2 separate regions of the Mus musculus genome follow, and region 2 is linked to region 1. A link is a contact called in public HiChIP or PLAC-seq data. All regions are on one chromosome and are shown on one strand. Each heading gives the region's core, a stretch centred on a gene start, on an enhancer-like site or on the middle of the called end of the contact. The rest is flanking DNA. Distances are from core to core; before and after follow the strand shown.

The links. HiChIP or PLAC-seq counts read pairs in DNA pulled down with a chosen protein or histone mark.
Region 2: a contact with region 1 is called in a FOXA1 HiChIP or PLAC-seq map of pancreatic cancer cells. The contact joins two enhancer-like sites. A contact is called at or near these places in 4 of 115 datasets of contacts at active chromatin or transcription factors (embryonic stem cells, pancreatic cancer cells and vascular smooth muscle cells) and 1 of 9 other capture datasets (embryonic stem cells).

Annotation. Positions count from the first base shown.
Region 1 is chr12:79,381,990-79,385,301 of GRCm38.p6, forward strand. The region is part of intron 7 of Rad51b (RAD51 paralog B); the gene reads left to right. Among named protein-coding and RNA genes, the nearest start is that of Rad51b, 86 kb to the left of the region's middle. Within about 2 kb of position 1,767, at least 74 of the 459 cell types and tissues checked have an H3K27ac peak or open chromatin away from gene starts, as enhancers often do. A contact at or near this core is called in pancreatic cancer cells, where this site is marked.
Region 2 is chr12:79,862,833-79,865,910 of GRCm38.p6, forward strand. Gm36132 (a long non-coding RNA gene) reads right to left here. Exons shown (of 4, transcript XR_381728.4): 3 at 2,723-2,806. Among named protein-coding and RNA genes, the nearest start is that of Gm36132, 3.2 kb to the right of the region's middle. Within about 2 kb of position 1,724, at least 94 of the 459 cell types and tissues checked have an H3K27ac peak or open chromatin away from gene starts, as enhancers often do. A contact at or near this core is called in pancreatic cancer cells, where this site is marked.

The DNA of each region.
Region 1 (3,312 bases), core at 517-3,016:
CCCTCAACCAATTTTATTTTAAACACCTACTTTACTTAATTGCTTCTACTGTAGACTAAAGTCCATCTAAATCCCTCAGACCACATGCAGAAAGTTCCCTGTCTTGCTGTATCCCTTTGCTTACACTCTCCTGTCTCCCCTCCTGTTTTTTCAATTCTTTACTTCTTTTGTCAACCCAAATCTCATTATGTTCTTTCCATTCTCGTAAAGCCACTTTAGACTGTTTCTGGCCCAAGTAGTTCTTAAACTTCAAATTCCTGTTGTATTAACATGTAATGCCAGCACAGTTTATTTCTCTATTTTTAATTTGTTTAAGTGGGTTAGTTAATTTCTCTTTCCAAAGAGAATTCCAATTTTCCAAATGCAATATCCTTTACTTCCTGTGTGCCTTTTGCTGAATGCTCTGATTGAGCAGCTAGGAACCTTGACTTGACTGTAAAACCTTCTCCCCAGGATGCTGCTGAACGAAGGATAACTCCCAGAGCCATGCATGGGGATTAGCTGACTTTAGTATGGTATGCGGCTACATTTCATCAGTTTCCTGATGAATTGCTGCATGAAGAGATTAATTAAAGAAAACCCTTCCCCTTTGGCTAACCATCAGAATTGGCAGTTAGCCTTGAGATGTCAAAGCAAAAGTGTACAGGTTGCCTGGAGCAGGACAGATAGGAACACTGACCCCTATCCTACTTCATTATGGGCTGGCCAGGTTCTTTTACTGAGATAAGCAGAATTTATTAGATAAACAAGAAATTTACTTCTATTTTTTAAAGTTTCCATGAATTTGATACACATACACAAACACACACACACACACACACACACACACACACACACACGAGAGAGAGAGAGAGAGAGAGAGGGTGAGAGAGAGAGAGAGAGAAGACAAATAACTGAAATTTAGTTTCATCATCTTCTCATTCACTGAGAAAAGTTAAAATAATAATAATATAAGTTTACAACCTGAAATAGCCTGTAAATAATGTGGCTAATTGTGTTCCATAGCATTCTTAGTACTTTTAGTACATTCTGGAAGAATGAGTCCAGAGAGCATGCCAGTGGGAAAGACAGCTGGGCTCTTTTAGTGACGTTAAGTTCTGTGCTTAGCTAAGACACAGCTCTGTTTGCATTGTTAGTTTTAACCTTCTCTCAGTTTTCCTCCTCCTCCTCATTGTCTCCTTTGTACCCTAAAGACTCAGGGAGAATATTTGCTTAAAGTCAGAGGACAGAGGCACATTCATCTTCTTGTTCTAAAATGGAAAATAAGGTATTTTTTTCATCAGTATGTTCTGATCATGGTTTCTTTTTCTCCATCTTATCCCTGTCTCCATGGCTCCAATAATAAAGACTCTCTCAAAACCCCTAGAATTAAAGAAAAAAGAAGAAGAAGAAGCTCAAGAAAAACTCTCTCTCTCTTCCACACACACACACACACACACACCATAAAAACACAATCAGAAACCATAATATACCAACAAAAGACCAGATGATAAACAGTTGCCCAAACAAAGCAATATGAGACACAAAAGTGTACAAATATTCAGCTAAGTATGGTTTGAGTTGACCTACTGCTGAGCATGAAGCCTACCCTGAAGTGTGGTTTATATACATAGTGAGGCTCCACTGGAGAAAACCGATTTTTGAAAAATATTCTCTTTCTCAGGGCCAGGACCCATCTGACTAGAACCCATGCAAGCCCTGTGCATGCTGCCACAGTCTCTGGGAGCTCACTCGTGAGTCAGTCCCCTGGTATCTGGAAGTGTTTTCTTGATGTCAGTCATGCCCCACCCCTCTGGCTCTTTCAGTCTCTCTGCCTCCCCTTCTGCACAGTTCTCTGAGCCTTGAGAGGACGGCTTCCATGAAGACATCTTTTTAGGACCCAGTACTCCAAAGTCTCTCCCTCTGCCAATTCTTGTCAGGTTGTAGGTAGGTCTCTCTGCTTCATTCCCATCTGTTACAAGAGGGAGCTTCTCTGCTGATGCCTGAGACACTGATTCAACATTTGTCTTTTTCCATTAGAGCCATCGCATAGTCTGTTTAGGCTTGGTTTTAGGATTACTTATAATTTGAGTCTGTGATTCAGGTTATTATTTGAACATTTTTGGTTTCCTTGTGGCTAAATTACTGATGTTTATACAAAACTAAAACCCAACAAAACAAAACAAAAACCAGTCTCTCCCTGTTATTTGTGCATATGTGTGTTTAAGGAAAAAAAAAATCCTTACTCTATTGCAGAAATACTTGAATTAGAGAAATTCAAGGGCTAGAAAAGATTCCACCTTTTGACTATTGCCTTTGGTCCTTTGCTAGTGATTTTGGGGGAGTGGGGTGAGGGATCATGCCCTTGGGAAAGCAAGACATACAGGATATGTAAATACACATTTACTGTCTAGATCACCCCAGTACCTCCTGTCTGCAGCCCAGCCTTCCATAGAGCATCCTGGTGATAGCCACCCTATGATGGCTCTGGGTTGTCTTCTCGTGAGTCCTGTGTGCTCTGCACAGGCACCACTCCTGCTCTATAGAAAGGAGGTAAAGAAATGAGGGGGAGCAGCAGGCTTGGGGGGTGTCAGGAGGAGCCTGGTGCGGCTCTTTGAAGAGTCTGCTTAGCCTTCTCTAGCTGCCCCCCTCCCCAGCCCCATTCCTTTTCCCGACACTTCACTATTTGGATAAGGAATTTAAAATAAAAATTAGCTCATTTGCTTACATATTTCAGACCAGTTCTTTAATAATCTCCCATGTCCTGAAGAATCTTACAGTTTTTACTTGATTTCCATCTTTCTTGATCACTCTGCTGTATTTTATACAAAGTTAACATTCCGTTCTCCACGAAAGGGGAAGGATTTACTGAATGCGATGCTTGCCACACGAACCTTTCTCTAATCAGGCTTACTTGAAAGTGTGTATTTCACTGAGTGGCATTTGCAAATTGTTTTCCTCCCTACCCCACCAGAGCTGACAATATAAAAATGCTTCCATATGCCGAAAGCTGGCCGATTTATCTTGCTAGCAGGGTGTGTGTTCAGGGTGGGGTGCAGAGGGGGCAGTGTACTTTACTCCCTGGTTATGATATAAACATGAAACTGCGAAGTGCGGAGGTTTTGCAAGGAAAGCCCTGAGTTCACTGGGAACAGCTCTAGAGCCCCGAGGCTTCACTGCTGTTAGAGATAAGTGTTAAGAGTTGTTTTTACCCCACAAGAGTAAAATTTAAAAGTGCAATTATGATTTGCATATAGCTTGAAAATATTTAATTGAGTACAGTTAGAACAGAGCATTCAATTCTAATTTTGAACAGGCCTGAACATTTTAAGT
Region 2 (3,078 bases), core at 474-2,973, 480 kb after region 1:
ACAGTATAAGAATGACTCATGAGCCGTTGCTAGCTTGAGAGCAGAAGAGCCATGAGCCATGGGCTGTGGATGACTTTCATACTCAGATCAAGGCAAGACAACGGACTTTGCTTCCTGAATCCCTAGAAAGAAGTGAGGCTCTGACAGTGGCTTTATTATAGCCCCATACCCACCTTTTGATCTCCAGAAGTATAAAATAACAAATCTGCATTGCCGTAAGGCACTGTATGGAAACTCACTAGAGCAGCAGTGGGAAACTATTTTATAATATCATAGATCTCTAGTCTAGGGCCCTGGGACAGCCTCTGGCAGGTCCCCTGACTTGGGGACTTGCAGCCATGATAATTACCACAGTGTTTTCCTGGAGGTCCTTGTGGCCTTTTTTTTTTTTTTTTTTTTTTTTTTTTTTTTTTTTTTTTTGCCTAGTCTCACCAGATTATGAGCAATCCAGCCACCCAGAGCTTCCCCACCTGGGGTCTCTTCTTGGTGAGTCATGTTCCCTGTCTGGACGGCATGTTGAGGCCTCTCTGCAGTGTAATCCCCACCCCCAATGGCATCATAACTAGCTGTTCATATTCATCCAAATACCAAACAGTGTTGGACACAGGAGCAGGGACAAATTTCTCCCCTTCCTGGAAGCCAGCCATGGTTTCTACGGAGTCAGCAAGGCTGAAGTGTGGCATGGCAGGCATTCGTCTCTAAGAGGAGCCTTCCTTGGGTCTGACAAGCCATCTGATGGAAAATACTTTGGATTTGTGATTTCTCTCAATCCCATCACTTCTGTCACTTTCAAGCTGTTAAGAAACTAGAACGTGGGGCTGGAGAGATGGCTCAGTGGATGAGAACACTTTATTGCTCTTGCAGAGGACTCCAGTTCAATTCCCAGCACCCACAGGGTGGATTACAACTATAACTCCAGGTCTAGGGGATCCAGCACCACCTTCTGACCTCCAAGGGCACCAGCCAGCACGTGGTACATATGCATAAATGCAGGCAAAACACTCATATACATAAAATAAAATATACATATACAATAAGGTACTCATATACATAAAATAAAAGAAAAAGGAAAAGAAAATAGAATTCCTGGAGCTTTGGCTCAGACTCTTACAAGCTCTGTAACATTGGGAACATCATTTAGGACTGGGGATATAGCTCAGTGCCTAGCAAGCATGAGGTCCAAGGTTCAGTTCTGAGTACTGAAAGAGAAAGAATATCATTTAACCTCAGGCCTCAGTTTTCTTACCTGTATAACGGGCAGAATATGAGGGTCATTATAGCTAGGTAGAGAGAAGGATGTACCACGTGTCTAGCACTTGATGCGTTTCCTCTTATTGCTCAAGTTCTTCATTCTTGATATTTGTCTGCTGGTTTATCAGTTTGTTTTGAGACAGGGTCCAGATATGTAGCCCTAGACTCAATGTCATGGGTCTCCCGCCTCATCCTCCGGAGTGCTGGGGACCACAAGCCTGAGTCGCTACAGCCAGCTGCCATTTGGTGCATCAGGAAAGTCATCTTCACGTTTTGCTGTGAGTCATATCACCAGCGCTGGAGAGGAAGGAAGTACTGTTCCTTACAGCATGGAAGCCTGAGTGTCTAAGTCTGCCTGGAAAACTTTTTTTTCCCACGCATGTCTTCAGGAAATAAGCCCTGCTGTGCCACCGCCAGGAGAGTGATTATCGGGAAGGCAAAGCCTGTGTTTAGAGTTATGCAATGAAGAGAGGGCATTTCGGTCGCTGACTCACCCACTGGCACACCAGCTTGACTTACCCCAACTGCGGCAGAGTGCCTGGCTCGCTCGGCAAACTTTCATCTTGGATCAATCTCTGCGGGGCCAACCAAGAGTCCGTGGCACTAAGACTATTGGACTCCTGCGGCTTAGCTCATAGGGTCCCCCAAGGGAATAAAGGACAGGGGAAAAAGACCCTCCTACTTTCATCCCAGGGTGGCCCTAACTCCTGGGTCATTTGCTGGTTTTGGACTGTTCACAAAAGGCTTGTCCGTTTAGAGGGTGGCAACCAATGTTCCCCAGCAACTTTGTGGCCTGGATCTGCCCAAGGAAGTGGCTCTTCTGAGAGCTGCTCAGGATACTCCAGTCATGACTTGTACACGAGAGATGTTTCAGTACGAATCAGAGTGCCCAGGAGAGAAGAAAGCCGTGACTGCACACAGTTCCAACTATAAACCACAGTATGAGCAACAACAACAAAATTTGACACCCTCTCTGGCACTGTCGGGACTGAGAACAACAGAACCGGGTTTTGTGACCTTCTCGTAATTTGATCCCCATGGAAAAGGAAGGTTTGGATTAAATTATTTCATCAACTCAAAAAACCCACTGGTATCTACAAGCTAACCTGCAGTCTAGGCAGTTTAGTTTCTTGGCCTCTTGCATGTGGAGAAGGGCGGAAGGAGAGAAGAGCCGGGGCATAGTGAGCTCCTTCCTTCTCTGTACTGGTTGGCTGGGGCCCGTGGCCAGGCTCAGCCACCATCGGACACTCCTGTTCCCAGGGGTCACAGGCGGCAGGAGGGAGCTGTCTGTGTCTCTGAGCAACTGAACATCTGCTGAAGTGAATGTGCTCCACAGACACACCCAAATTTGTGGGTTTGCTCTTCCTTTAGTGCTGTGTGATTTAGACAAATTACATAACTCTGCACCCAGGGAAGGCCTCCTTTCGCCTGTTGGAAAAGACACAGACTTTTTATGAAGCTAGGCAGTTACCTCACGGAGCCATCTATGGGCAGTGGCTGGCTGGTTTTACCGTAAAAACGACTCGAGTCAAAGAGCACAAGCTTATAGAATCATCTAGATAGAGAGAAAATAGCAAGAAACGAGCCAATATAAGTTTACGTTAAAAACGGAAGTTAACTTATTAATAATTCATCACAATTGTTTTCAAATGGGATTGTCAGATAACTTATCTTTTCTCCTTTATACTTTTCTATATTTTCCAAATCCTCAATAAGGAGGTGTTTCAAATGTACTAGTCTGTGTTTATGTGTGGTCATGTACATGTGTGTGTGCATGTAGGGATGAGTATGGATTTACATGCATGGAGGCAGAGGATGATGTCTTCC